6 separate regions of the Mus musculus genome follow, and regions 1, 2, 3, 4 and 6 are each linked to region 5. The links are chromatin contacts, called in public ChIA-PET, HiChIP or PLAC-seq and promoter capture Hi-C maps. All regions are on one chromosome and are shown on one strand. The core of a region is the stretch at or near the end of the contact, and the rest is flanking DNA. Distances in the headings are between cores, read along the strand shown. Region 1 holds the start of Slc6a4 (solute carrier family 6 (neurotransmitter transporter, serotonin), member 4). Region 2 holds the start of Pigs (phosphatidylinositol glycan anchor biosynthesis, class S). Region 3 holds the start of Tlcd1 (TLC domain containing 1). Region 4 holds the start of Proca1 (protein interacting with cyclin A1). Region 5 holds the start of Taok1 (TAO kinase 1). Region 6 holds the start of Nsrp1 (nuclear speckle regulatory protein 1).

What was found. Promoter capture Hi-C pulls out the DNA fragments that hold promoters and counts their contacts. ChIA-PET counts read pairs in DNA pulled down with a chosen protein or histone mark. HiChIP or PLAC-seq counts read pairs in DNA pulled down with a chosen protein or histone mark. Capture Hi-C pulls out chosen DNA fragments and counts their contacts.
Region 1: a promoter capture Hi-C map of liver shows a contact between it and region 5, with 2.3 times the contacts expected there. The contact joins the promoter of Slc6a4 here to the promoter of Taok1 in region 5. A contact is called at or near these places in 5 of 39 promoter capture datasets (the 3T3-L1 cell line, cranial neural crest, liver and 2 more), 1 of 484 Hi-C or Micro-C datasets (B cells) and 7 of 115 datasets of contacts at active chromatin or transcription factors (embryonic forebrain, embryonic stem cells, fetal liver and 4 more).
Region 2: a contact with region 5 is called in an RNA polymerase II ChIA-PET map of memory CD8 T cells, with 6 read pairs. The contact joins the promoter of Pigs here to the promoter of Taok1 in region 5. A contact is called at or near these places in 1 of 115 datasets of contacts at active chromatin or transcription factors (memory CD8 T cells) and 1 of 9 other capture datasets (adipose tissue).
Region 3: a promoter capture Hi-C map of pre-B cells shows a contact between it and region 5, with 2.0 times the contacts expected there. The contact joins the promoter of Tlcd1 here to the promoter of Taok1 in region 5. A contact is called at or near these places in 4 of 39 promoter capture datasets (the HPC-7 cell line, cranial neural crest, liver and 1 more), 1 of 484 Hi-C or Micro-C datasets (CD4 T cells), 4 of 115 datasets of contacts at active chromatin or transcription factors (effector CD8 T cells, embryonic stem cells, memory CD8 T cells and 1 more) and 1 of 9 other capture datasets (liver).
Region 4: an H3K27ac HiChIP or PLAC-seq map of large pre-B cells shows a contact between it and region 5, with 2.8 times the contacts expected there. The contact joins the promoter of Proca1 here to the promoter of Taok1 in region 5. A contact is called at or near these places in 3 of 39 promoter capture datasets (the HPC-7 cell line, cranial neural crest and pre-B cells) and 3 of 115 datasets of contacts at active chromatin or transcription factors (embryonic stem cells, large pre-B cells and memory CD8 T cells).
Region 6: a contact with region 5 is called in a promoter capture Hi-C map of liver, with 2.4 times the contacts expected there. The contact joins the promoter of Nsrp1 here to the promoter of Taok1 in region 5. A contact is called at or near these places in 7 of 39 promoter capture datasets (the 3T3-L1 cell line, the C10 cell line, cranial neural crest and 4 more), 4 of 484 Hi-C or Micro-C datasets (B cells, embryonic stem cells and natural killer cells), 8 of 115 datasets of contacts at active chromatin or transcription factors (embryonic forebrain, embryonic stem cells, extraembryonic endoderm stem cells and 3 more) and 2 of 9 other capture datasets (adipose tissue and liver).

Annotation. Positions count from the first base shown.
Region 1 is chr11:76,997,154-77,001,948 of GRCm38.p6, reverse strand. Slc6a4 (solute carrier family 6 (neurotransmitter transporter, serotonin), member 4) reads right to left here and starts at 3,352. Exons shown (of 14, transcript NM_010484.2): 1 at 3,274-3,352. RefSeq lists cis regulatory regions at 3,446-3,453, 3,647-3,880, 3,430-3,880, 4,358-4,795 and promoters at 3,302-3,646, 3,302-3,880, 3,302-4,795.
Region 2 is chr11:78,325,247-78,329,959 of GRCm38.p6, reverse strand. It overlaps Pigs (phosphatidylinositol glycan anchor biosynthesis, class S), which reads right to left and starts at 1,538. Exons shown (of 12, transcript NM_201406.1): 1 at 1,452-1,538; 2 at 1,089-1,228; 3 at 874-985. The coding sequence starts at 1,485. It overlaps Aldoc (aldolase C, fructose-bisphosphate), which reads right to left. Exons shown (of 9, transcript NM_001303423.1): 6 at 4,548-4,631; 7 at 4,144-4,318; 8 at 3,826-4,025; 9 at 2,179-3,698. The coding sequence ends at 3,606.
Region 3 is chr11:78,176,374-78,180,681 of GRCm38.p6, reverse strand. Tlcd1 (TLC domain containing 1) reads right to left here and starts at 2,024. Exons shown (of 4, transcript NM_026708.2): 1 at 1,626-2,024; 2 at 1,230-1,312; 3 at 1,060-1,142; 4 at 1-735. The coding sequence starts at 1,819. The coding sequence ends at 352. It overlaps Mir7653 (microRNA 7653), which reads right to left and starts at 1,855; the gene lies at 1,795-1,855. It overlaps Nek8 (NIMA (never in mitosis gene a)-related expressed kinase 8), which reads left to right and starts at 4,016. Exons shown (of 15, transcript NM_080849.3): 1 at 4,016-4,122. The coding sequence starts at 4,076.
Region 4 is chr11:78,193,200-78,198,000 of GRCm38.p6, reverse strand. It overlaps Proca1 (protein interacting with cyclin A1), which reads right to left and starts at 3,299. Exons shown (of 4, transcript NM_001368876.1): 1 at 3,047-3,299. The coding sequence starts at 3,128.
Region 5 is chr11:77,605,866-77,610,235 of GRCm38.p6, reverse strand. Taok1 (TAO kinase 1) reads left to right here and starts at 2,421. Exons shown (of 21, transcript NM_001364134.1): 1 at 2,421-3,028.
Region 6 is chr11:77,076,081-77,081,011 of GRCm38.p6, reverse strand. Nsrp1 (nuclear speckle regulatory protein 1) reads left to right here and starts at 2,575. Exons shown (of 7, transcript NM_001012309.2): 1 at 2,575-2,633; 2 at 4,268-4,358. The coding sequence starts at 2,614. Mir423 (microRNA 423) reads left to right here and starts at 2,840; the gene lies at 2,840-2,948.

The sequences.
Region 1 (4,795 bases), core at 2,103-4,602, 610 kb after region 5:
TGGCCTGGGCTCCAGGGTCTCTCAGAGCACCCAGCTGTTCCTGAGCCAGCCCCAAAGCAACCTGAGGCTATCCCCTGACCCATGCAGCCCCCCTCACTTCTGTCCTCATTACTGTAAATGATGTCATGAAAAAAATCAGGCCTTGGGACTCCAGGACCCCTTCCTCCATGCCTGGGGAACTGAGACCTATCCTCCACAAATCACATGCCCAGGGTGCTGCTCTGGCTTTGCACAGTCACAGAATTTGTCCAGTTGTGGAGTTTAGCAACTTATGACCTCATACCTAGTATGTCCCTTAAGTCCAGCCGGGTTGGGTGGGAGCTTGGGAGCTGCTGCCAGCTTCTATAGGAAGCCAAGCAAAGAGGGCAATGAGAACAAGGCATTCAGATGCCACCCAGCAGCACCCCAGCAAAGCCTACTGACTTTGTCCCTGTTAGAATGGGGAAAAAAGCACTTGCTGGTTTGTGTCGTTAACGGTCTGTAAACAAGTATCTAACTTCCCAATCTGGAGAGGAAAACACTCACTCACACACACCAGTCTTGAGGAGCCAGCCAGGCAGAGCTGTTACTCACAGATTGGCACTTTCTGAATATGGACCAAAGTCACTGCCAAGAGGTCATCCTGGAAGTAAGGTGGCTGTGTTGGCCCATGGTGAGTCTCATGCCCGCCCCAGCGATCAGCTGCCCCTCTGTGCTCTGGGACCATCAGGGAATCAGGGATGTTAGGTTTCTTTTTAAAAAGTAATTTGATCCATTTTCTACCTGGGACTCTCCTAGGAAGATTTTTTTTTTTTTTTTTTTTTTTAGAACGCTGTTTTGTCTAAGGAAGCATTTTTCTTGGAACTGACCCCTGGAAGACAAGCTTTAGCTGTACTCAGGTAGGAATAAGCAGGTGTTTTGTCAAATGTGGGTTTCCTACCGGTGCCTCATTGGCCAGACACAAAAACCTCAGAGGGAGGGGCCAACCTGGAGATTAGCAGAGAAATCAGTAAGTGTATGCTCAGCTAGCAGGGCTCACTCAGGAAGTCCAGAACTCCACCCACTAGCGGGGCATGGTTTAGGCACAGAACATAGAGGAGTCTGAGTGTGCAGAGCCTCTGCCCTTGGCCGAAATACAAGAGGATCCCAGGAGGACTCCATCTTAGAGCAGTGGTCCTGGCCCGTAGGTATTTTGCACCATGATTATATTTTGTGTTTTGTTTTATTTCAAAGAGGGCTGTTAGAACCTTAGCCACAAGAGCTTGAACATTGTTTCCAAGGTCCCTCTATTTCCTCTTACTCAAAGCCTTGGTTCATGAGCCCCAGAGGACCTCCAGTGTTACTGAAAACAGCTAACGCCCTATTTGCCTTCCCAGCATGAAATGACTGCACAATAACCCACCTGGCCATTGGCATTTTAAGAATTAAGTCTGTCAAAGCAGTAATCCAAAGTAAAACTCAGCTTCCTCCGACTGCCTTGTGTGTCCAAACGGTGCTACTCAGCAAGTACAACCTAGAGATGGCTGTGAACTGGCTTTATTTCCAGAACTACCCGTGTTTCTCTTGGGTGTGGGCACCCAGAGTATTTTGTAAGCCTGCCACAGAGCCCAACCCATGTCCCTAAACTCCACAGTCACCACCCATCAGGGAAATTCTTCCACATGCACCCCACACACACACTGCTCCCCAATCCAAGTTCCATCAAAATGCTCATAGGATTCTAAAATTTCCCAAAACATCGTGGATTCCATTAAGATATTAATATATCCCCCTTTTCACCCTGGGGATATATATTTGTTACATATCATCCATATAGAAATATATAATATGGTTTTTTTTTTCTTTAACTGGAAACTGAAACAGACTTGAGTCTTGAGTGCCCAGGCTGGGAATTCCCACTCTGAAATGTGGCCAACCGAGTGTCATGAATCCCAGGTTTACTGAGGAGGAGTTTCAGCTTGCTCTTGTTCAGGCTTAGTAAGGAAAGCTCCATACCCAAATGAACAAGCTGCTTGGGGGTGGTCGGCTTTGTTTTGCTTTGGAAATGGGTCTTGTGTAAGCTAGCCTTGACTTAGCTAAGAAGCTGAAGACAACCTTGAACGCCTGAACAGTACAAGTATGCCTTAGCACACAGGGCAGAGTCAGTCTTTCTTTCTCTCTTCTTACCATGCAAAGTCTCTACAAGGCTCCAACCCAGGAGATTTCAGAGATTAACTGCCAGGCTAGGTCCCTACTTTTCATGTAGCTTAGTGGTACGATGTCTGCTCCGGGTACAAAAGACCCTGGATTCAAGCCTCACAGCTGCCCAAAACAAGTAAGATATTGCCTGCACTGCAGAAGAACCCGCCCATCAGCCTTTTCTGGAGCAGTACCTCTCGCTGGGGACCAGGGTGGGAGAAGGAAGCTATCCACAGCTCCACGAAAAAGTGAAGGGCCATAGTCAGAGCTGTTTCCCCCTCCATGTCCATCCAACAGCCTCCAACGCTGTCTTGGCTCTCTATTACTTTTAAACAAACCCCAGTGTTGTTGTTTTCTCAGACATGTTTCCCATGTAACTGAAAACACATTAAATATTTGATTTCTCCCCTTACTACGATGAGAGCTAGCAGGTCCATAAATAATCCATTGACCTGGTTCATTTTTTCTGGACAAAAAAAAATGATCATAAAAATACATACACACCCTTCAAATTCTTGAGCACTCTTAACTAAAAAGAATAATTCAATATGCAACACACACACAAACGCGAAAAAAAAAAAATCTCGGGCCACCAACCAGCCTTTTAGAAACACCCCCGCCTCCAGCAACTGTTGGTTACACACTTTAGTATAGCACAGCCCACTGGTACTTCCATAAATTCTGAATGGCCTGTGAGCTGTCTGAGTCGGCTCGCGCTCCGCAGTGAGACCATTCGAGCGCACAGAGAGAGGCTTGACCCTCTTAAGTGTCTCTCAAAGGTTTCTCTGGTTATTTGGGCATTTGTGTCTGCCAGCGTCTTTGCATAAAGCCACCTACCAGCCCTTGTCTCAAAAGTAAAGCCCAAGCACGGAATCACGGCTGGAAACTACAGCAACTTTTGCCAAAAAGCGAGGCTGCGCTGGGCCAGCTCTGGGTCTCCAGGGTTTCCATCGGGTCCCTCGAAAGGACCCTGCGCGGTGCAGACAAAGGCACCCGAAATCCAGGCAGTCAAGCGCGGGGACCGAGGGCTTCTAGAAAGAAGCGTGGGTTAGAGACAAAAAAGAAAAGAAAAAAAAGAGAGAAAAAAAGAATAAGAAGAAAGGGAAAGCGACCCACCTGCGGGAGGCGCGGCGGCGGGTCCCGGGCTGCGGAGGCGGCTCGACCCTCGCGCCCTCGAGGCACCGGCGCGGCCGCTGGAGTGGCGCCGCCCGCCGCGCTATTTGTACTTGCGGCCCCTCACATGGTCTGATCTCTAGATAGCCGCCGCCAAAGAGCTCCGCAAGAATTTTTGCGTCACTTTGAGACCGAAGAACTTTGTTTCTCTGCTACCGCAGCTGGAGGGGGGGGGGGGAGGGGCGGGGTCCACGCTCCCTGTCCGGTGGGAGGGCGGCAGAGCCCCCCACTCATTCCTGCACATACAGCAGCCAGGGCGCAGGGCCGGGCAGGGCAGGGCAGGGCGAAGGATCTGACTCTTCTGCTTTTGGACTAGTGTGGCTGGAGGATGCTGTACAAAACGAGGTTCACTTCTGCCCTTACCAAATCTGCCCTAAATTACGTTAAGGTCCTGCTCCGTGTCACTCCCTAAGAGCATTCTTTCTTGACCACAGCCGATTGCGGACCGTCTTTCCAAGGACTCCTGACTTTGTCTGGGTTCTCTAGGTGGAATGCGAGCTTAGTCGGGAACCTCCCCATCCCGATAGCAGCCTACAATAAGCACCCCCGGGAGGATCTGAGAGTGCTACTTAGCCACAGGAGGAAAATTTTGCAGAGAACATCGGTGTTGGTCCGCGGACCCGCCTGTGCCTGTGGGGTTGGGCACTGGACAAACTACCAGCCTTTCAAGCCGCTCAGTATTTCGACAGGAGCACTGTTTTCAAGTCTATATAGATTGTTTTGTTCACACACACACACACACACGCACACGCACACGCACACACACACACAGCTTAAAAATGAATTTAATGTTATCACATTCTTTTTTTCACCAAAATTACGGGAGCTTTTTTTTTTTTTTTTTTAAAGAGCAGATATGTTACTTATTTTGGACTGTGTCTGAGGCAGAGAAGTCAGGACCCGGGCCGGCCAGCCTGTCTCTTCTCATCCGGCCAAGCGAGTGAGGGAGAGCTAGAAAAGAGGTAGTAATGGCGAGTTCGGTGTCTGCGAGAAAGCCCCGGCGCCCCTTTGTTCCAGAGGGGCTCGAGCCCAGACATCAGAAGCCGCAGCTGGGCTGCGCTGGCACCAGGAAGGGCTGGTTGGTTCACTGTCCGCAGGTGTGGGCGGTTCCCGGCCGCAGGGATCACCAGTACGAGGCTTTGGTGCCACCTAGGCTCCAGGGCCGGGAATGCAAGGAGCGGCCCTAGCGATGTGGGGGAGCGGACTGGCTGGGGGAGCTGACCTTAGGCAGGCCTGGCCATTCCATGACCCGGAGAACCCCAGGGTCCCAGGGTCCTCACTGGGCCCCTCCCTTTCAATGAACACACGTGTCTGCTGTCTCCCTTCCGTGCCTGTAACTCCTGTGCAGACACAAGGCTGCCCAAGAACAAGTTTGTTCTGAGGAGGGGTCCAGGCAGACAGAGGAGCAGGGCGGACTTGAGCATCAGCTAAGACTCCCGTCTCCAATCTGACCGTCCCCATGCGG
Region 2 (4,713 bases), core at 289-2,788, 720 kb before region 5:
GATCAGAGTCCTTGCCAGGTGTGGTGCAAGTCTGGTCTACACAGCAAGACCCAGGACAGCCAGGGCTACCCAAAGAAACCCTGTCTCAAAAAGCCAGAAACACCCAACCTCAAAAATCACATTGCCCAAGCCCTTCTGCACCTTTTTCTACTCCCCGGCAGGTGAGAATGGAGTTCAGGCTCTCCCGTGACTCCACCACGAGACCAAACCTCCTGCCTTACAGTATTTTGCTAGTTTCTTTCTTTCTGATGTTAACTATAAACATCTTTAAAATATTACCAATTTATTATTCACCCTCAAGTTCTTGGTACCTAACAAAGTGCCTAACAATACAGTGTGTGATGTTAAAATGACAAAGGTCTGAATACACATCCGATGTAACTTCAAACTCCCGTTTTCTTTCAGCTACAACCTGCTTTCCCTATGCACTGATGGGTATCAATTGCTAAGGATAAGGTGGCATAATTTACCGTATGACATAAATCACTGTCATAAGGACAGGCACTGTACTTTAGACTAACACAAACCCCCAAGTGAACATTCCAAAGGAGATCTCTTTTCTTAGGATTTGGGGGAAGCAGGCGGATGGCTCTTGATACCAAGCCTGATGACCTGAGTTGGATCCCCAAGACCAGGACCCATATGGTGGGAGGAGAAATGACTTTCGCAAGTGATCCTCTGACCTCCACAAGATGCTCCACAGCACAGACATCCACACAAACATACATGTGCGCGCGCACACTAAGTAAATGTAATAAAACATTTTAAAGTAAGTTATGAGTCGCCCTCGCCCCTCCTATGCATTCCAACTCTGGGTTTTGGGCCTGGCTCAGATGGAAAAAGCAGCCCTGACACCTCTTCATGGGAACTCACATTTCAGAGGGATCTCTCGCTCATGCACAACGGTGAAAGGTAGCTTCTCTTGGTCGTCCAGGGGCACAGAGTCCCGAGTAAACACAACTGTGACTGGCACCATGAGCCGGAGCTGCGCGAGGGATGAGGGGCATCGGGGTCTTTAGCAATGTCTGCACCTTACAGCTGGGCTGCCCCCCGGTCCCCCAGCCCCGGTTCTCCCCACCCAGTCTCACCAGCAGAGCATTCAGCCCACTGATGTCTGAGTAAGGCAATGGGGCCCGGTAAGTCTCCGTCGTCTTCCACCAGAGCGGCAGTCCCAGAAGGATGGCCACCGCGGCGAAGAAAAGCGCGGAACGCTTGCCCCGGACCACCTCTGAGGGCACAGAGGGCCGACTAAGACGCGGGAACTAGGGTGCGATGCCCGCCACACCGGGATCGTGGAGGAGTGCGGGCGGCCGGGAACCCCGAGCAAGCCGCTCCCGCGTGGCGGACCCCCAACCCCAGGCTGGAGGGAGCTGTCAGGCTTCTCGCGCCCCACCCACACATTCTGCCCGCGAGACCTCCCCACTGCGCCCTCCACCTGAAATCCACCGCACCTAGGTCCGTGGCCGCAGCTCCTGCGGCCGCCATGGTCCCTTCCGGCTGCCCAGGTCGCCGATGGGGCGGGGCCTCATGAGCTTTCTCCAATCGGAAACTCCAGAATGAGGGGGCGGGACCACGGTGCGCGACCGCTGCCAATCACGAGCAACACTGCTGACGCACGCCAGTGCGCAGGCGGAGCCCGTGAGAGGGTACGCGCTCGGCTACACTTTCAATCTGACCCTGGCTTTTCATTGAGTGCACCTGGTACTGTTTAGCTCTACAACGCCAGTTTAGAGAAGGCGATAATCTCCATGTAGCCCAGGCTGGCCTCGGACTCTGGGCCCTCTCCAATGCAGGGGATTACATGCACCACCACGTTCAGCGGAAGGGGAATATTTACTTAAATGAAGTCGAGCTTATCAAGAACCTGACTCCCGAAAAGTTTTCTAATGTCATTTCTTTTTTTTTTTTTTCTTCTTTTAAAGATTTATTTATTTATTATATGTGAGTACACTGTAGCTGTCTTCAGACGTACCAGAAGAGGGCATCAGATCTCTGTTACAGGTGGTTGTGAGCCACCATGTGGTTGCTGGGATTTGAACTTCGGACCTTTGGAAGAGCAGTCGGGTGCTCTTACCCCCTGCGCCATCTCACCAGCCCCTAATGTCATTTCTAACATAGGTCTTTTCTTCAGAGCACCAGCTCTTCAAAGCTTAAAGATAAAACTGACAAAACGGTAACTTTTTAGCATGGTTGGCTACTATGTGATTAATTTTATTTTAGTTAATGTTGAGACAGATCTCCCTATACGATCCAGAGGGTTAAAGTGATCCTGTCCCTAATGTCTGATACCTCAGCCTCCCAACTAGCCGAGACTATAGACTAGGATTTAAAAATCGATTCCAATTCGAGCGATTGAGGATGCTTCATTGAAAAATTCCTGAGCACAGCCTCTATATAGTAATGCCTGCTGTTCGAATCCTAAATAGCCTCTCAGCCTCTCTTTGAAGCCTGTTTCCTCCTATGAAAAGTACAATGGTACCTACTTTACAGAGCTGTGTTAATGCATATAATAATGGTTAGAAGAACAGTGCCTGGCAGAAGCATATGGAAATTGCTGAGTTAGCTGCTTTGATTATAAGGTCAGGCCACACAGAGCAGAACATCAATGACTTTTCCAGTGCACATCTGTCTAGTGTCACCCTACCTCACACTCTAGCCCAGGGGTAATCATTCACCACAAAGCCCTATCAGTTCTAACAAGTCCAGAACCCTCCGATGAATCCCTTCTCTACATGGAAGTGGGTCATAGCCCTTGGCAAGCTTCTAGACACTCAGCTCTGTAGCCCCGAGGCTTGGAAGGTTTCCTTATTGGAAAAGACCTAAGTGCACATTCTTCAGAGATGGAGGAGAACTGGCCCACTCTGATCCCTGCTTGTCCCCTTTGAGCCTTGCACAAAATGGAGTTTCTCATCCTGCTGGATCCTTTAATGTGTCAGTCCCTGGAAGACCTGTACCCTCCTCTCCACCCCCAGGCCCTCTAACAACAACTCCAGCTTTGGAAATCAGCAGGTAGGAGCCTGAGCTAGGGATGGTGAGCCAGGTGAACCCTTCCTCCACAAAACTTGAAGCTCAGGAAAACTCAGATCTCACCTCACCACCACCACCACAATCAGAGGGGCTCTGAGATAGGATCAGCAAGAGGTCGCACACATGGAGGTAGACTTTGGTATGTGCAACAGACAGACAGACAGAGCGGTGTGCTGTGTTTTGCTCTCATTTATTTGCTATGTACTCAGAGCATAAGGAGCACGAGTCAGGGCTGGAGTTCACGTCCCCCTGATCCCAAGAGAGAAAATTAGCAAGCAGAGCCCAAGGACAAACTATACCATCAAGGGTAACTGTAAGGGCTGGTGGAGACAGGAAAAAGGTCCACATGTTCTGTTCTGACTTCTAGAAAGTCCCCCCATCTTCAAACATGGGAGGGCATCTCTACCCTCCCATCCTGTGGTCTCGGGTACAGCAATGTAAGGCATGTGAGATGTGAGATGACTTGGCGCTGGATAAAGATATCTCTGTTCTGCATAGCTATTTGGCCCTGGCTGTGACTATAGGCAAAATGGGATGTGCATTGCTAGGCCAAGGGCTGTGGGTAGAGTCAGCGTGCCTCAGTAGGCATGGTTGGCGATGTAGAGGGACTGTGCTGCCGCTCCGCCATCTCCACTGCCTTCATATCTGCCCTGGGCTGCAAGCCCGTTCATCTGCAAAACGGAATGGGATTCAATGAGCAGACTGAGCCAGACCACGGATGTGGAATGCACGCTGCCCGGTTTGGGACCTCTGTGGTCCACAGAATCCCTCCCCAAGTCATCACCTCTAGCTCCCTACCTCTGCCCGCTTGATAAACTCCTCAGTAGCAGCCCCAGCATTATCCCTTTGTCCTCTCCAGGCATTGAGTGCAGATGCCTGCAGGGCACGCCCATAGGAGAAGGTGAGGGCCCAGGGCCGGGGAAGTGGGCAGCGGTTGATGGCATTGAGGTTGAGAGAAGCCTCCTCTTCACTCTGACCCCCAGACAGGAAAGTCACCCCTGGAGTAGAAGGAGAAGACAGACTGACTGATCATTCTCTGTCTTGCCCAGGGTAAAGGACCCCGGTGTCATGGAAAACCCTCAAGTCAGACCTGAAGGGATAGGAGCAGTTTAGTACCTGGGACAGCTGGGGGCACAGTACGACGCAGGGCAGTGACAGTTGCCATGGCGATCTCTTCTGGGCTATACTTGATGGGACAGGCATGGCCAGGGGTCACCATATTGGGCTTGAGCAGAGTCCCTTCGAGGTATACATGATGGTCACTCAGGGCCTTGTATACAGCAGCCAGGACCTGGGGAGCAGAGGAGGTTTGTACAGGGCTGGGACCACTGCCTAGCGCACTGTGCTCCTCACCCAGGGGTAGGTGGGTACAGGAAACCAAGGGCTCAGCATAGACTTAGTCTATGAAGCCCGTTTGGGTATCAGTAAAGATCCTTAAGGGAAAGTGTGCCTGGATCTTAGCAGGGATGGGGTACAGGCACCCCTGCTAGGCTGTCCCTCCCGGCTATGTTTGGTCTTACCTTCTCTGTAACATACTGGCAACGTTTGAGGTCATGGTCTCCGTCAGGCAGAATCTCAGGCTCCACAATAGGCACGATCCCATTCTGAAAGCAAGAGCAGGGTTAACTGGAAGAAGTAGAAGATAGGATGGGAGAAAGCCATGAAAGCACATCTCCACCGGCCCCG
Region 3 (4,308 bases), core at 775-3,274, 570 kb before region 5:
CTTCCCTGCTACAGGCTGGTGTGAAACCAATACCAGGGTTTGGAAGAGCAGAGGGGTTATTTTAGAATTGTCAGCATCCATTTCAGGGCAGTATGGGTTGGCAGGCTTTTGGACAGTGTCTTGTCCTCACCCATTTAGCCATGCCCAACCGGTTGGTCTGCTTCCCTCAACCCTTGCCCAAGAACAGGACTTCAGAGAGCTTTCATTAGTGTTTTCAATAGTGTGGGTGTAAGCTTAAGGTGGAAAGGCTGGCCCCAGAATACACCCAAGCTTGGGGCAGAGTACTAGTTTATGTTACAGAGCAATTGGCTGTGCTTGCCATCCCTTTTACAAGTCCTGGGTTCTACTTTCTCACTCAGTCAAGAATTTGTCTTTTTGTTGGCGCCTGGGTGCACGTTCAGGGCAGAAATCAGAGCGGAGGAGGCGAGAAAAGTAGATGATTATCATCAAGTCCAGCATGAGCAGGATGGCCAACAAGAATGTGCCCAGGGTCCTCTGGCCAGCATACTGTAGGAAGAACTTGGTGAGGTAGGCCTGAGGGGCCAATCGGAAGAGGAAGTACATGACCAAGTTGATATACTTGTTGACCTTGTAGAGGAGGAGATCCTGAGCATTGTTTATCTTCATCATCATCCTTAAGGTGAGGAAGATGTTGCTGACCTCTACCAGTAGTGTTAAGACGCCACCACCAACAAATCTTTTCCAAAAGATACCAGAGAAGAAGGCGCCCATAGCCTAGGGGACAAGTGACAGAACAAGGGCCCATGAAAACAGGTCATATCAGTCGGAAGCTGAGGAACACCAACTTTACTGCTAAGGTTTCTTTATTCACTAGCGTTAGACTTTGTCCACGAGGGTCTAACTCTGTATGACATCCTGGTCTGTTTACCTAGATAGTAGATAGGCCTAGGCACTCTGCTGTCCCCAGAAGGTGTTTAAACATTGAGAGAGTCTTAGGCAACTTAGAAGTCAGACGCTGCTGGGTTAAGATGGCCTCCCTCCCTGGCTCCAGGGGTTGTGAAGATTTTGCCTGTGTCATTTCACCGGGTTCTCCCTTACCATGACATGATGAACAAGGTATTCCCAAGAAGCTCGAGTTTGCTTGCTAACCACAATGTCCACTGTGTCGTGGATAAAGTATCCTAGTGGAGAGGTAGGGAAAGAGGAAAAGACTGAACACTTTGAAATTATCTTCCAATCTAATCTTAACCTTCTTGGGCATAACCTACCTGCAGAGAAGCAAACAAGCAAATAGCCAGAAGCTGACCACGCTGTTTCAATCTCCACCAGCATTTCAGGGGTTTGCCATAAGCTGGAATAGAGAAAAGGGATGTTCTCGCGGTTGTAGCCTCCCGGAGGACCCTCGCCTCCCCCAACAGTCTTGCCAGTCCCAGGGTGCTCTGTGCGCCTACTATTGGCTGGTTGAAGAGTAAGGAGGGACTTGGCCAAAGCCCAGGTACCTTGGGTTTCCCACAGCCGTTCTTGGTTGGGTAGTTTTCCAAACGGAATCAGGTGAGATCCTTGGCGTCTGTTCACCCGTGATGGGAATAGCAAGAGGGAGCCCAGTCCGAGCACCCCGCGAAAGATCCCACGGCCATCTCATTTACCCCGGGTTGTTCACTCACCACAGCAGTGCCCAGATCCCTGATACAATGGAGTGGGTGAAAGAGACGAGTAGGTTGTGCCAACGCCAGGTGCGCAGGGGGTCGGTTTGCACGTGTGCAGGCTGGGGCAGGCGACAGAGCACGCGCCGGAGTGCCCGGAAGGTCAGCGTGGCGCCCAGGAGCAGCGGCCAGGCGGGGTGGAACAGTAGGGGCATGCTGACCCTTCCTGCCGTCTGTCTGTCCGCCCCTTAAGCCGTCTCCTCCGACAGTTCTGGGAACACCGTTCCTTCTCTGGCCAGCGCGCCACGATCGTTTCTGCCGCGGGCCGCCAGCCCCACAGTTTCGCGGAGCCCTCAAGGCCCCTTCGCTCCTCCCCGCGTTCCCAGTGAGGCCTCTGCCCGCCCCTGCCGCCCTCGCCCCCGCCCCGCCCCGCCGCCTGCCCCCGCCCCTCGGGCGCCTCTGCCGCGAGGAGGGCGCGAGGCCGGTGTCCCCCAGGGCCCCGCCCGGAATCGGCCGACTTCGAGCGCGAAGGGGCTGTCCTCGCCATCGTTGCCGAGGCACCCTGTCTGGCGCCTCCCGACATCCGAAGGCGTCCTCGGCCGCCCTCGTGCGTACGGCCCCACTAGCCCACTTCCCGACTTTCTCTGCCGCCACCAGCTCCTACACCCTGGGCAGGTTCTGCGAGAACGCTCCTCTCTCAACTCTTTCAGGGCAGAGCTGGGCGGGACCGTCGCACAGACCGGGCTGCTGAACGCTAAACCCGGGGGCTCAGGAGCGCCGCCTCAGACCACGGCTCCGCCCAGACTCGATTCCTCTCTTGGACCGGGATCGACGTGTTTACCTGCTTCTCCCGCGCCCCGCACGAGTGGTGCTTAGGAACTGTTGAGTCACCCACCATCACCACACTTCTCCCCATCGTTCTTGGGCTCCTGGAACACAGCGGTTGTCACAGTCCTCCCTCAGACAGTCCCAACCCTCTTCTGGCTCCTTGGAGGCTGGGGCGGGGAAGGCTGCCGATTTGCCCAGACAGCTGGGGTGACCCTCTCTCCAGGGCAGCGGCCTGGAGTAGATGCGGCTTCTGGCCACTAGGTGTCAGTCTGTCCTCACTGTGATGCGGGATCCAAGCCCGCCTCCACTCCAGAGAGTAAGGCAGTTGCTCTGCGGAGCGGGATCGGCAGACCAGGAGAAAAGGAGCAACCCAGAGGCGGTGCTGAATGAAGGGAGTGTGCCTTTGGGAGGTGGAAGTGGACAACGAGGGCAAAAAGTGGGGACTAGGAGAACGGTGTTTCAAGATGTTGAGGGGCAAAAGCCCAAGCTCAGACTCCCAGGCACCTATGCCTTTTGGGTATTTGCTGCCTTCCCTGATGGTTCCAGGGTTACACATTAACTCCCAGAGGTCCCCAGGGTCACTCAAGGCCCATTCGGTTACTAAGTGATAGCACGATGTAATGTTTTGTGTGAGCGTTTTACCCCAGCACTCCCTCTTTGCTTCCCCAGCCAACTCCGGCCTGAGCCAGTGACCACAGGTTCCCTCCACGTAGGCTAGTTTGGGGCGGGGCAGGGACAAAAAATAAACAACCCTTCTCTCGCCCACTGAGAAATAGGAACGTTGTTAGCTAAGGACCACCTCCTGAATACTGACATTTTATAACTCCCTTAGAGCTGCAGGCGTCATGAAGAAGTCAGGATTTCATTCATCCTGGTCGAAACCCTAGCAGCGATACCAACCAGCCCACTATTTCTGGACAGAAGCATAGAACCTTCTCTGGGTTTCCCCCTACCGCGACGCTATAAGTTTTGAGTAAAGCTCCGAGTCCCCCTACGGCAGCGTTTTGTGCGGATTCTGAGAAACCGAGAGCACTGTGCTCAGTAGTTGTTACAACCAAGAGACCACGTCATGTACTCTTCAGGTGAATCAGTTTGTCCAACTGGGGTTTTCCCGGTCCCTCCCTCGGCAAACACCAAATAACGCCGCTCCTCTCCCCACACAGACCGGCTCGGTTTTGGTGGTTTATACTTTACGTGCCAATCATGAGAATCCCTTTATCTTTCTGAGGTAGTGCCAACTCGTCCCGGACAGTGGGGACTGTATCGATCTTCGCATTCCACTCGCATTAGACCTCTGAAAGAACAATCTTGTTTTTTTGCCGGGCAACATAAGTGGGCGCCTTATCGCTCCAGTCTAACTACCTATGCCCAAGTCACGCGTGTGCGATGTGGCTGGTACGGTTCTGAGCACTGAGGGACTCGTCAAGAAACCCAGAACGACTATTCTCTGATCCCTCGTTGGGGAAACACGACTTAGCCTCTAGGTTGAGTTCAAAGTCAGAGAAAGACGCCGGACTCGACAGACGCCCCCGTTTCGCCGGCTCCGCCCTGCAAAAGTTTTACAGCAAGGAGGAGGAGCTCCCAGATGGGAGGGTCCGCGCACGCGCCGCACCGGGATTCCAGAAGCGTAACTGAGAAATGAGATGGAGAAGTACGAGCGGATCCGAGTGGTGGGAAGAGGTGCCTTCGGGTGAGCCAGGGCGCTGGGGAGGAAATGCTAAGGGAGAAATTAGGGCCCTAATTCTGACCAAGAAATCGTGGCCCTGTTGGCTCCGCCCCGAAGCCAGAGCACCACTATGGGATGCCCCGCCCAGGCATCCGGTCCTTAGGTTTAGGCGGGAGGCCCCGCCCACAGCCAAACCACGCCCTCCAGACC
Region 4 (4,801 bases), core at 2,050-4,549, 590 kb before region 5:
CTGTCACCTTGCCACCTGTGCATTTATTGTAGTTGATCCTTTTTATAGAAAGCAGCAGACATTTCAACTAGAAATTTGTTTGTTGCTTTTGAGGTAGAGGCTTCCTGTATAGCCCTGTCTGGGCAGACTACCTGCCTCTGCCTCCTGAGTGCTGGGATTAAAGCTAACCCTCCATTCTCTCTGACCTAGCTAGGATGCAGTCATAACTTCCTGCCTGATCTCTCTGGTCCTACCTTTCTTCACTCCTCTGTCTGGTTTCAGACCCAGGGACTAGGACCTGGGTGCATGTTTTACTTATCAAAGCAGACCTGGCCTCCAGGTTCTCCCAGCATCCCTCAGTCCCTACCTGGTTTACCCTGCCCTTGACCCAAAATTTTCCAGCCCAGGGGCTGGGCTGCCCTTTCCTCGGAGCCTCTTCCCTTTGTAGTCCAGACATTTTGATCTTCTCCTCCTCTTCCTCCTCCTTCTCTCCCGCCTCTTCCTTCCCCCCTGTCCTCCCCATGGCGCCTCCCCTGGCCTCAATCCTTAGGGCCTGTGAATTTGCCCAAGAGCAGCTTCCCAATAAACCTGCCTTTAATATAGTCTAATATGATTTAAACTGACTCATTTGACCAGTAGCAGAGAAATAACTTATCATTCATCATACAGTCAAGTTGAGTTTTATAGAATTCTAACTGCTCTCTACATCTTTTACTCCTGCCTGCCATGTGCCGGAAGTGACGTCATAGGCCACCAGGCCTTGCTTCCATCTGTTCTTCAGAATGAAGTGTGGACCTTTTCTCATGCCCTTAGGAGCCAGGACCTAGGCCCTTCCCTCACCGAGCGTTCTTGCCACCTCTCATGACCATCTGTCTCCCCTGCCTCTCTCTCTCTCTCCCATGTTTTATCTGCTCAACTCTGGGAAAATGCTGTTGCTCATAATGGCACACAGCTGTAATCCCAGAACTCGGTGTGCTGACACAGGGCTAGCTTGGGCTACACAGCAAGGCCTTGCAGCAGACTAACCCCAGTACTGTCCAAGTGGAATTGTGTGTTGTATGTGCCTATGGACCTGCTGCCATAGTTCTAGAACTGTGACATTCCTGCATTTACTTATATGCTCAGAGCCATGGAACTTGCTCAGTCATTGTTGGTTGACTGAGTGTATACATTCAATGTCCCTTGGAAATACATAAATGCCAGGTTCAAACCTGGGTACTGTGTTTTATCTTTTTATATATTTATTTTCGAGACTATCTCACAAAGCCATAGGCTGGCCTAGAATTCCTCATATAGCCCAAGGCTGGCCTTGAATTTATGGTAAATCCTGCCTTAGCCTCCCAAGTACAGGAATGACTGACATGAGCCATTCTGCTTACTTTATTTATTTTGACTGGGGCTGTTTTGGAGGAAGTGTCTAGGAGTCAGCTCCAGGGCCTCACACACGCTAAGCAAGCACTCTTACATGTAAGCTGGAAGCCCAGCTCCTAGCACTCCTGTGAGCTGTAATGGGGGAGATAATCTCCCAGGATATACACTTTCACAATGCTGGACCCTACGGTGGGCTTTTAAAGTATGACTTTGATTCTAAATTGTTTATTGAGGGACCCTGACCCAGAGTGACTAAGTAATTTGCTCAGGATGAAAGGTGACAGCAGAGGCAGAAAAGCTGGTCTTCTTGGCTCCCAAGCCAGTGTGCCTTGCTGGCTAAGGAGACACATATCCTAAGCTAAGTACCCTATGCCACAGCTCCAAGGCCAAGCCCTGAAACTAGATTCAGCTCCTGCCTTATCCAGTTGTCACCCCCAAAACATTTGCTTTTAATCCCCACCTTGCGGATTCCTCACTTCTGATTTCCTTTCTTTGATCTTGATGCAGGGCCTCCCCTGTGGCGCTCAAATCCTAAAGCTATTCCAGTAAAGGCCTGTGCCTAGGCCAGGCTCAAACTGCACTGGACTCCTTTCCTCCTGTCACTCTAGCAGGCTTTATGCAAGGCTGAAGCCTGTTTGCCTTCCACTAATACTCCTAATAGATGTTGACAACATCAGCTGTTTGGGAGGGAAAACAGGAAGGATCAACGAGAAGTGGGATTTGGAGAGATAGTCTGCCTCTTTGTCCAAAGAGGACAGAGGGGAGCGGTGATCAAGGCAGTCGGTCCAGAGCTCCTGTGGCAGAATGAAGATGGTAATAGCTTGAAAGGAAGAGAAAAGCATGTGGTCTCTTCGTTGGGACAGGTAGCAGGGACCTAACTCAAAATGCACATTTATTTGTAGAGGATCCTCCTTATCCTGCAAAACCCCTCCCTTCCTTTGAGGCCCAGAGGACAGGCACTAGAGCAGCCAAAAGAATGTGTGTGGAGGGACAAAAAAAAAAAAAAAAAAGCCGGTCAGTGGTGGCGCATGCCTTTAGTCCCAGCACTTGGGAGGCAGAGGCAGGGGGGATTTCTGAGTTCAAGGCCAGCCTGGTCTACAGAGTGAGTTCCAGGACAGCCAAGACTATACAGAGAAACCATGTCCCGAAAAAAAACGAAAAAACAAAACAAAACAAAACAAAAGGTGTGTGGAGGGAAGAAAGAAAGAAAAAGGAAGAGAGAGCGAGAGCGAGAGAGCGCGAGAGAGCGAGCGAGAGAGCGAGAGAGCGAGAGAGCGAGAGAGCGAGAGAGAGAGAGAGAGAGAGAAAGAGAGCGAGCGAGAGAGCGAGAGAGCGAGAGCGAGAGAGAGAGAGAGAGAGAGAGAGAGAGAGAGAGGAGAGTGCAAGAGAGGCCAGTGAGCCCTGTTCTGGGAAATGTCTCCTAGCTAGGCACTTGGAGGTGATTATGATGTCACTTGTGGAATACTCAGACGCTTTCCCACCCTCAAGGTCAATGGAACTGGCCGCCCAGCCCTGGAGCCCAGATGAGCATTGGGCCAAGGGTTCTACCGAACCCTAGCGCCTTTGGGGCGGTAGCCCAGGCCAGAGGTTGCAGCCTAATGCTCAAGAGCTGAGCCTGGGTCGGGAGGAAGCCAAGTCAAGCAAACTTCCAGAGCCACGCCCAGCCACGCCCCCATCCTTCTGCCCCGCCCCTTACCAGTTCTCTCGGTTCTCTCAATTTTGCGGCCAGACCTTTCCTCAGTCCATCTTTTAACCGTTATTGTCGTCCTGACCCACATCGCTGTCAGCCCAGTTCTTCCACAGGACCCTACCTCGCAGAGTTCAACGTTGAACCTCAGCTTGGTCGAGCCCTCGGCCCAGCTGTAAGCTCCAGTCCAGCCCCTAGCTCCGCCTCATGCTTGCCCAACCCCCCGCCCGCCTCCCCCCCTCAGGTCTTCCAGCCCGGGTCTAAGCGTCAGTCGGGTTCTTCATCCGGGATCTCCAGCTCCTTCCAGTCCCTTCGTCACACCCTTAACGCCAGTACGGGCTTTTACCTTTACCTTACAGACCCAGCACTCAGTCCCATACTTAGCACCTTGCTGGTCCCTGCTTCTAGAAAACTCTAGCCCAGAGCCCCGCCCACAACAGTTGCTGGCCCCGCCCCTTCCAAATTCAAGCTCTAGCACCAGGACCGCCACGCCTTCTGGAGGTTAGCCAGGGACCAATCTTCATGAACGTATGTCCTTGCAGGTATCCTGGCTTTGCGTCTCCTTGGTGACAAGTCCCTCCTCCACTGTGTATAGTACACCCTAAAGCCCCCTAACCCCGGATCGCCAGACCCATCCCCCTCAGATCTACCCTTCAGATTTCCTCCCAATCCCTAGGCCCCACAGTGCCCTATTTTCCTGTTGAGAAAGTAAGGTGACTTACATTCGTGGTAACTCCATCCCAGTAGGAAACCTTCACGTTGCTCAAACACAGCGTCCACACTTCACTCGTATATCACACACGATGACGCCAAAAGTCTACACAGATCTAACATAAGAAGTACATGTGTGCGGGGTGGTGGTGGCGCACGCCTTTAATCCCAGCAACTCGGGAGGCAGAGGCAGGCTGATTTCTGAGTTCGAGGCCAGCCTGGTCTACAGAGAGAGTTCCAGGACAGCCAGGGCTACACAGAGAAACCCAGTCTCGAAAAACAAAAACAAAACAAAACAAAAAAGTATATGTGCAACTGTCCTATACATGCACCTCATGGGACTACACATTCGGGCAGGCCCCTGGGAGAACTGAGTATTGAGGTGACTTCTCACATGCACACTGGGTTAACCAACTCTGTACAAGACGATGTGAATGAATGAGAGCTGCTTCACAGATATCCCTCACGTCACATCTCTCAGTTTACCTCCAATCAGCTTCCAAAGCCAGAATAGGTGTACCTCAAAAAGCAGAGGATAGGCTGGCCATGGTGATGTTTGCCTTTAATCCACACACTTGCAGGTAGATCTCTGAGTTCGAGGCCAGCTTGATTTTCATCGTGAGCTCCAGGAGAGCCAAGATCAGGACTCAAAAAAAAAAAAGAGGGGGGGGGGTAGGGGAGAAAGCCGGATGTGGTGGCATGGGCCTGTGTGCCTTTGTTGGGAGGCAGAGGCAGGCAGATCTCTGAGTTTCAGGTCACCTGGGGCTGACCATGAAACCCTGTTTCAAAAATAAATAAATATAACCCCCTAGTAGTAAGGGTGGATTACTTCCTTAGAGTTGCTGGTCAGGGAAGCCTCTAGAACAATAGGGCTATTTACCACTGCTGTCAGCAACATTCCAAAACTGAATGGTAAGACCCTGTTGTTAATGATGTCATATGTGTTGGTTACAGGACTTGGGACTGAGCCAGAAGTGTCTGTACCAGTGGCCTGGCTCCTGTAGTACAGAAAGTGCAGTGAAGGATTTCTGGGGAGGATCATAACCCAAAGTC
Region 5 (4,370 bases), core at 1,172-3,671:
AAAGAAAATATGTATTTTTAGTATGTGGGTGTATGATGTGTGTATGTAGGCATGAACATTGCAATGCAGAGATATGGAGATCAGAGGAGAACTTTGTGGAATCAGGAACTTTACCTGAGTTCCTGGGACTGAACTCAGATGGGCAGGTTTTCAAGGCAAGACCTTTTACCCACTGAGTCATCTTGGTAACCCTTCACTTTATTTTTTGAAACAAAGTCTCTTAAGACTGGAATTTGAGCCGGGCGTGGTGGCACACGCCTTTAATCCCAGCACTTGGGAGGCAGAGGCAGGTGGATTTCTGAGTTCGAGGCCAGCCTGGTCTACAAAGTGAAAGACTGGAATTTGCCCTATCTAGCTGCTGTGAGTCCCTGTCCTCCTAGCTCTACCTCCCCAGTGTGCGGATTATAGGTGCACACCATGTGGGTGCTGGGGATTCGAACTGACCTCCTTCCACAGCACTTTAGCAGCTGAGTCATCCCCTAGCCCCAGCATGTTTTCTTAAATGACTGTAGTCATGGGCATTGGCTTTTTTTTTTTTTTTTTTGGTATGTTTGCTTGATTTTGAGATTGAGTTTTATATAACCCCAGATTGGCTCAAATTCCTTATACCAGGATAACCTTCACTTTGAACTGTTGATTCTCCTGCATCCACAACAAACAACAAAATACTGGGAGAGGTACATAGGACACCACACTAGGAACACACACACTTTGTGTCTGTATGAATGTGTTTGTATGTATATATATATTTGGTTCTTTTTTGAGACAGGGTCTCTCTATGGAGCCATGGCTGTCCTGAAACTTGCCTTGTAGATCAGGCTGGCTTCCAACTTACAGAGATCCTCCTGTCTCTGCTTCCTGAGTACTAGAACTAAAATTGTGCATCACCATACTCCGCTAAAAGAGGTGGGTTTTTTTGTTTGTTTTTTTGTTTTGTTTTTTTTTTTTTTTGTTTTGTTTTGAGACAGGGTTTCTCTGTATAGCCCAGGCTGTCCTGGAACTCACTTTGTAGACCAGGCTGGCCTCGAACTCAGAAATCCACCTGCCTCTGCCTCCTGAGTGCTGGGATTAAAGGCGTTCGCCACCATACCTAGCTGAGTTTTCTGGCTTTTTTTTTTGTTGTTGTTGTTTTGTTTTTTTTTTCTTTTTGTTTTTTTTTTTTAATTTTTTTTTCATTTTTTCTCTCTTCTTTTTTTCTTTTTTCTTCTTTGAGTTTTCTGTTTTTTAAAAAGATTTTAATTAACGTGTGTGTGTGTGTGTGTGTGTTGGTTTTGAGTTGTCTTACACGGGTGCTGGAAAACTGTCCTCTGCAAGACCAAGCAGAACTTGCTCTTAATTTCTGAACCCCCTCTTGCGCTCTTGCTCTCTCTCTGTCAATATCTAGAGAGGTTGTTAAAGTATAGCTCAAGCTGGCCTCTATCTAACTCAGGCTCATGATTTCCTGCCTCAGCCTCTTGTGTTGGGTGGGATTACAGAATACAGGTGTGACCCATCACTACCAGGTCACTTGTTAGATCCTCAATAACAATTACAGTCTGTTCTAGCTAAAGTCCTAGACTAGATCGGGGGTGACTGAAGATGGTGTGTGTGTATGTGTTTTAAAAAACTGTTTCTAAACCCACGCTAAGATTTACCTCTTTCCTACATAGACTACTTTACTTTGTTGCTTTTAGACTGGGTTTCACTGTGTAACCCTGACTAACCCAGAATGTACTAGGTAGACCAGGCTGGCCTAGAACTCGGATCTACCTGCCTCTGCTTCCTGATTACTGGCCAACTTGCTTCTTTTATACTGAAAAAGATCTTTTACTCTAAGTCTACAAAGCCCTTTGAAGTTCTTTTTCTTCCATCACAAATATGGCTTATATGAAAGTCTTTAACTGCCGTTCCCAAACTAACCATCAGTACCGCACAAACGCAGGTACATAGTGATTATGCTGCGAAGTTTATCCCTGAGTCCCACGAGGAGTCCAACTAAGGTGTGTGTAGGAATGAGATGTTCTCCACTTTGGAGCAAAGTTTCAGTTTGGCAGTATTAGTGGGAGGCTGCTGTTCTGGAGGTGGGAAGAGGGAAGGACTGCGCGGAGCTCTTCTCCCCAGGATTTCCGGGACTGACTAGCACGCACCTGACGCCCGCGTAGCGAAGGCGAGCTGAGGGTGGGACTGGACCAAGCCTAGCACTCCGGGCCACTCGGGCCACTCGGGCCACTCCGCCCAGCTTTAAGTATTCGCGCACTCCCGAGAGGACGCCCGCGCGCCCGCGCCCGCGCGCGCATACTGTCCTGTCTCGCGCAGGGTCGGGCCTGTCAGGCAAGAACTCTCGCGAGATCTGAGGCTGAGATGTCTGTCGGGAGGAGGGGAGTGGTGTCGGGAAGGGGGGGGGGAGAGAACCTGGGCAGCGGCCGAGCTCTGTGGCTTCAGGGCTTGGAAGGAGAGAGGGAGGGTGGCGAAGAGAGTGAGCCGGTGCCGCCGCCCGCTTGAGGAGAGAGGAGGGGTCCCACTCGCCTTGCGCCCTTCGCGGGCTGAGAGCGCGGAGCAGTCGCGAACCTCCCAGGCCTCTCGGCCCCCGGGGACCCCGCCCCGCGGCCCGACGGCCCGCGGCCTCTCTTCTCTTTGTGAGCGCCCCCTTCCCAGGGGTGGTAGTGGTGGCGGAGGGGTGCGCGTGGGCCCGCCCGCCAAGGGGCCGCGGCGGGGGACCGACAGGGCCTCGGCTGGGAGGACCGGAGGCGGCCGAGGCCCCGGTCCGGTTCCCCCGAGGCGGCGGCGGCGGCGACTCCCGGCACTTCCCCCGCGCCATCTTAACTGAGCCGGAGCGTTAAGGGCGCCTCCTCGACCCCGGTCGTCCCCTCGTCCCCCCCTCCCTCCCCCCGGCCCCTTGTCGTAGAGCCTGGGCTGGGTGGCTGGGGGGGGGGCGGCGGTCTGTCGCCGGGCCCCCTCCTCCTCACTCCTCGCTCTCCAGCGCTGCGGCCACCGGAGCGCTCCAGGGGTCTGCGCCCGTCTGCTCTGCCCCAGACCTGCCGGCGAAGGGGTAAGGGCACCTCTGCTTTGGGAAAGGAAGACATGGAGGGGGCGGGGAGATTGTGCCCACTCAGGCCTCTCCGGGTGAAAGAAGAGATCGGGGATAGAGTGGGGGAGGGAGACAGGGAGGGTCTGTGAATCTGTGGGTGGGGTGAAGAAACTGGTGAGCTGGGCGCCCTCCTGTTTTGAGGGGCCAGAGCAATTGCATTCCTTTTTCCTAAGGGTCACCGGAAGAGGTGGTGGAAGGGGATGTTTCTAAGAAGGTGTGGCTCTAGTTAGGGAGATTTGAGTTGACGTGCACCCCGATTTAAAGGCGCGAGGTCCCTTTCTGGTCTCTGCTCCCGCTCCTCCTCCTTTGTAGCGTCTGTATTCTTGGGAATGGAGAATGCTCTGGACAGCCAACTGGATGATTTCCACTCCTCCCCAAGGAAGTCTGTACCTTTCTAATGTAAGGGGTGATGGAAGCATCCCCCCCCCCCATCTTCTAGTCTACTGCAGTGCTGCAGGAGTACAAGTCAGTTTCTTCGTACACATACCCATGCATACACAGAAGTGGGGGTGGGGGGCTGGAGCAATGGCGCTTCCCTTGGAGAGCTTAGTTTTTTTTTCCCTTTGCTTTTTAAATCGATGACAGTACTGTTCGGATATTCCCCTGAGATATGTCCATGGGAAGTATGTCCGCTCTTGTTACTGTTGGGATATGGCCTCGTGTTAGAACAGTTTTGATGTCTCTCTTACTCTGTTTTGAGAGAGGGGAGAATTCCTGGATGAACTGTTAAAGGGTCCCCTTTGGCTTTTGTAGTTCTTTGAGAATTATTAGAAATTATTACATTGAAACTCATATAATCAGACGTTTGCCTCGGGCTGTGACTTTTTAAGGTTAATAATATTTTGCATGACATTGATACAGAAAGTCTCTGAAAATTGTTACAAACTTTCATGTAGCAGATATTCCTTCTTAAGGAAATGTAAGGTGATGCACCCAATTCTGTTATGATCTGTGTTCTGTACTCATTTTTTTCTTTTTTGCTTCATGTCATCCTAATTTTAAAAGAAACCATCTTGTCTTGGCAGTAGTACTTGTTGATTTTTGTGGTTAGTAGAAGCAGAAATAACAGTTTTAGCATTCTGGTAAGTGCCTTTTGAAACAAAAACTTAGCCTTCAAGTCCTGAAGAAGTCTTGATATATACTTTTTACTTTTTCTCTCATCTTTAGCAGACTCTTGAAGTATAATCCTCCCGGATTTATAGGTAGGGACTCTGTATTCATACTGCCTTGAACTTAGCAGTTCTGCCTCTCACCCTCTTTTGTGCTGGAATTACAGGTGAAGTCTCCACACCTGGGTCCATTT
Region 6 (4,931 bases), core at 1,326-3,825, 530 kb after region 5:
CTTGAGCCTGGAAGACATAGGCTTTGATCTGAATCTTGAGGTGTGATGTCACAGGCTTTGGATCTGGATTGACACAAGCCTTTAATCCAGATCTTGAGGATACCTTTAATCTGGGCCATATCTTCTGTTGGACCTAGATAAGGACAATGGAAGGAAGCAGTTTATTCTCTATTTGTCCGCTTGCATTCACTTTGCCGGGACATCTGTTGGAGCCTACTTCTTCAGGCTGCAGCTTATTATAGAAGACCAGCTGAGACACCCAGCCTCATGGGACTGAGCCACTACTAGATTCTTGGATTTTCCACTCACAGCTATTGATTGATTGTTAGGTTAGTTGGACTGTAGACTGTAGCCTTCAAGTGAGTGTGTGTGTGTGTGTGTGTGAGTGTGTGTGTGTGTGTGTGTGTGTGTGTGTGAGAGAGAGAGAGAGAGAGAGAGAGAGATTCCATAAGTTCTTTAACACTAGAGAACCCTGACAAATTGGGGCTGGAGAGATGGCTCAGCTATTAAGAGCACTGACTACTCTTCCAAAGGTCCTGAGTTCAATTCCCAGCAACCACATGGTGGCTCACAACCATCTGTAATGGGATCTTTTGGTGTGTCTGAAGAGAAGGACAGTGTACTCACATATATAAAATAAATAATTGTTTAAAAAAGGCATACTATGCTAACATTAATCAAACAGAACTGGTTATACAAAAACAGGAATGAATAGAGTCAATTTTTTTTTTCTTTTGCAGTGCAGGAGTTCAAACCCAGGGCTTTGAGTATGCTAGGTAAGTGTTCTACCTTTGAAACATAAACCCAGATCTCAGTTTCAATTCTTAATTATACCAGAGTTATTGTAACAGGACACCACTATCCCACATGTCCACATGACTTCCAAATATATGGGGGTGGGTGGAGACAGATCAGAGAAACAATTATGCAGCCTTTTTATAGCTGGTTACTATAAGTTGTTAGGACCTGGGTAACATGTTAGGGCCTAGGTAACTGTTACTTGTCTAGCCTGCCATTTTGTGCTGTTACTAAGGAATCTTATATGCTGTCACTGCTGTTGCTAGGATGTTCTGTGCTTCAGTTTCTTGAAAACCAATCACAAGCAATTAGAACTGCTTTGTATAGTTAGCCACGCTAAGCTCGGACCCAAACGTGAGCACATGTATATGGTTTTTACTTTTATAAGCTGCTCCTGGGATGGACCCCAACATAAGAAGCCATTTGGAATAAAACTTCCATTTTGAGCAGGGGTTGAATAAAGTTCCTACCTAAGACATCCCAGGGAATTGACATCCTACTTGGTAGAAAGAGGCATGTACATGGATAACTGATGTCCTGGTTGGCAAGTTAAGACATGAATGTTAGGCAAGTCCTCTGCCACAGTTGAATACCTCAACTAATGAGAACAGGATAAGTGTACAAAAAAAAAAAATGCTTCTGATGAAATTGCCTAACTCTAAATCCTGATTGGTGGAGTAACTTGGCACAGATGTTTGTGGATTTTAGGCTTAAAAGCCCTATAGGATCTTAACTCAATGCCACAGTCAGCTCCTGAGTTTGGTCTGTGGACCTGATTTTTCAGTCTTGGGGTGTGATATTTAATCTCTATTAGACTGAGATTGGTGTCTGAGTGGTTTGTACGGTAATTCCCAGACACCAACACTAGTTCTAATTTTTTTGTTGTTGTTTTTGTTTTTTGAGACAGGGTTTTTCTGTGTAGCCCTGGCTATCCTGGAACTCATTTTTAGACCAGGCTGGCCTCGAACTCAGAAATCTGCCTGCCTCTGCCTCCCAAGTGCTGGGATTAAAGGCATGCGCCACCACGCCCGGCTTTTTAAAAAAAATTTTTATTTTTATTTTTTTGGTTTTTCGAGACAGGGTTTCTCTGTATAGCCCTGGCTGCCAACACTAGTTCTAAATGGTGGATGCACAGATGAAATGTAGCCAGGTTTTGTCTTTTAAAATGGGGTGGCACACTTGTGATGAGTTACTGTCATTTAGAAGGCTGAGGCAAAAGGATATTCTGGACTATAGAGCAAGATGGTCTCAAACAACTGCACTGCTAATATCAGTTCTCGGCGAGGGTGCCTGCATTTCCAGCATTCCGAAAGCTGAGGCAGCAAGATCTTGAGTTCTAGGACAGTCAGGGTTATATTATATAGAAAGGCTTTATTTAAATAAAATAATCAGTTCACATTGAGGTTCTATGGCTTTTCGGTTTTTTTAGTCACTCAGAGCCAGCTACACTGAGCAGCAAAACAAAGCAATAGATGTGTAGGGAGCCGTTTTGAAACTCATTAAATTCAGATAATTGGGGCCCACTCCGACTCGGTCCGGATTCAGCAGGCGTCGCGGTTGGACGTGACTCTAACACTATCTCCAGTGACGAGGCTCGTCCCCGGAGCGCGGTCCACGAGCCTCTCTCTGGACTAGAACTTGGTCATCGCCTCCCCGCCCTGACTTTAAGACTCTGAGCCGAGCCGCATCCTAAGCAAGACACAGCGGTAGGCTCAGCGGCTAAGCGAGTACCGGAACCGGAAGTGCGCGTATACACGTCGGCGTCAGCGTCTCGTCACGTCCGCGTCGACCAGGTCCAGCGGAGACGGGAACAAGATGGCGATCCCGGGCAGGCAGTGAGTGATGGGGAAGTTAGGGTCCGGCTGGGGAGTAAGAAGCCAGGGAGACTGAGTCTTTAGGCCGAGGCGTCTGAGGTCGCCGGAAGTGCAGGGCCACCCCCGCCCCGGTTAAAGGCGGGAGAAGGCGAGGAATTCCGAGCCACTTAGGTTCCCCACCCCCCGTCCGGTACATTTTTCCAGGTTGCAAGCCCGAAGTTTGAGAAACTTGTGAGGAAATAAAGGAAGTTAGGCTGAGGGGCAGAGAGCGAGACTTTTCTATTTTCCAAAAGCTCGGTCTGAGGCCCCTCAGTCTTGCTTCCTACCCCGCGCTTGAGTTTCTCCCGGTTGGATGCGCTCAGGGGCACCGAGAAGAGAAACTCCTGGTTGCCTTTGAGGGCCTCGTTCTCCCTGGCAGATGCTCAGGCAAGACCAGCCTCCCGCCCTCCCTCCTGGGGTTACGAGTGTGGTGCTGAGAAGCCACAGAAAAGAGTAGGCATATAGGAAACTGGTCTTCGCTGCCGGGAAAGACACAGATACGGTTTACCTGCCTGGAAATTTATTCTTGGGCGTGTAAACCTTGCAGTGCCAAGCATGTCCCGTGGCCTTTGCATTTTAAAGCCAAAACCTCGAGAAACGAAACGTATTAAATCTGGTGATGGCCAAACCCAGGCACTATTGCATGTGCCAGCAAGATTTTGCTGAAAGGACCCTGATATAGCTGTCTTGAGTGAGGCTATGCCAGTGCCTGGCAAATACAGAAGTGGATGCTCACAGTCACCTATAGGATGGACCACAGGGCCCCCAATGGAGGCGCTAGAGAAAGTACCCAAGGAGCTGAAGGGGTCTGCAACCCTATAGGTGGAACAACAATATGAACTAACCAGTACCCCACTGGAGCTCGTGTCTCTAGCTGCATATGTAGCAGAAGATAGCCTAGTCGGCCATCATTGGGAAGAGAGGCCCATTGGTTGTGCAAACTTTATATGCCCCAGTACAGGGGAACACCAGGGCCAAGAAGTGGGAGTGGGTGGGCGGGGGGGGGGGTATAGGGAACTTTTGGGATAGCATTTGAAATGTAAATAAAGAAAATATCTAGTTACAAAAAAAATGTGGTGATGGTTTTCAGAGGCGCTGAAGCAAAGCAAACGAGCCCAGTGGACGGATGGGAACTTGCCCCCATGGTGACTTGCTCGCAGACAAAAGCAATTGAGCCAAATAAGTGAATGGGGACTTGCCCGAATCTCTACGTGGGTTTCTTAGTCAATTTTTCAAGATCTTAGCTACTGTGTGGGAAAAAAATCAGAGGACAGTTTAGAACATTTTGGTTTTTAGCAAGTTTGCAAAAACCACTAGCCTGTTTAGGATTCCTGTCACTTCACTATCTAAAACATTGCTGTAGTCTTCATTTTCTCCTTTAGTAAAAATGTTTTGAGTTTGGCCCAGGTAGACAAATAATAATAACAACTATAAAATGACATTAGAATTTTGAGGTCGTTGCAAAGCGGTTAGTCCATTATGTGTTCATAGGTTGTATGACATGTTTTGATTTGGGAAGTTCATAAGGAAGAAGTAGTGGATGTGTTATGTTCTTTAAATGTTTATGTTATTTAAAGATAATGGTGCGATTTCTATTTCAAAAAAAAATTACGCAGGTATGGGCTTATTTTGCCAAAGAAAACACAGCCGTTGCACCGAGTTTTACAGAAACCGTCAGTGTTTGGGAGTGATTCTGATGACGATGAGGTAAGGGGCCCTATGCTTAACTCATGTATTTTAAAAACTGCTTGTGAATTTGTCTTCACCTTTGTTTATCAGTACAGTGGTTCTGGAGTATCTTTACAGACCCTTCAAAAAAAAAAACAACCTTTAAAAAGCACTCAATTGCTATTTTCTGTATGACCAAAGATGACCCCCCCCCCCATAAACTTAGTCATTTTTAGATAGTTTGGTACACTCTTTATAGTCACTTAAATACCAGTGACCTAGCTGGCTTGGAATTTAATGTGTAGACCAAACTGGCTTTGGACTCATAAGGCTCTGCCTGCTTCTGCATCTGCCCTCTGTGTGCAGGATTAAAGGCCCGTGATTCAGTACCTAGCAGTGTTACATGTCTTTGTTACTTAGGGTACGTGGCTAGGCTTTGTAGGATCTAATTCTGTTGTAAACTGAAGGCCATCTGCATAATGTCGCTTTCAACCAGTTTAGAGTTCATCGACAGAGATGCATGCAAACACTGAGGCAGGCTGAAATGTGGAAAGAAAAATAACTGAGGATTTTTCTGTGCCTACTATACTTTGATCTTCACAATTACCCTCT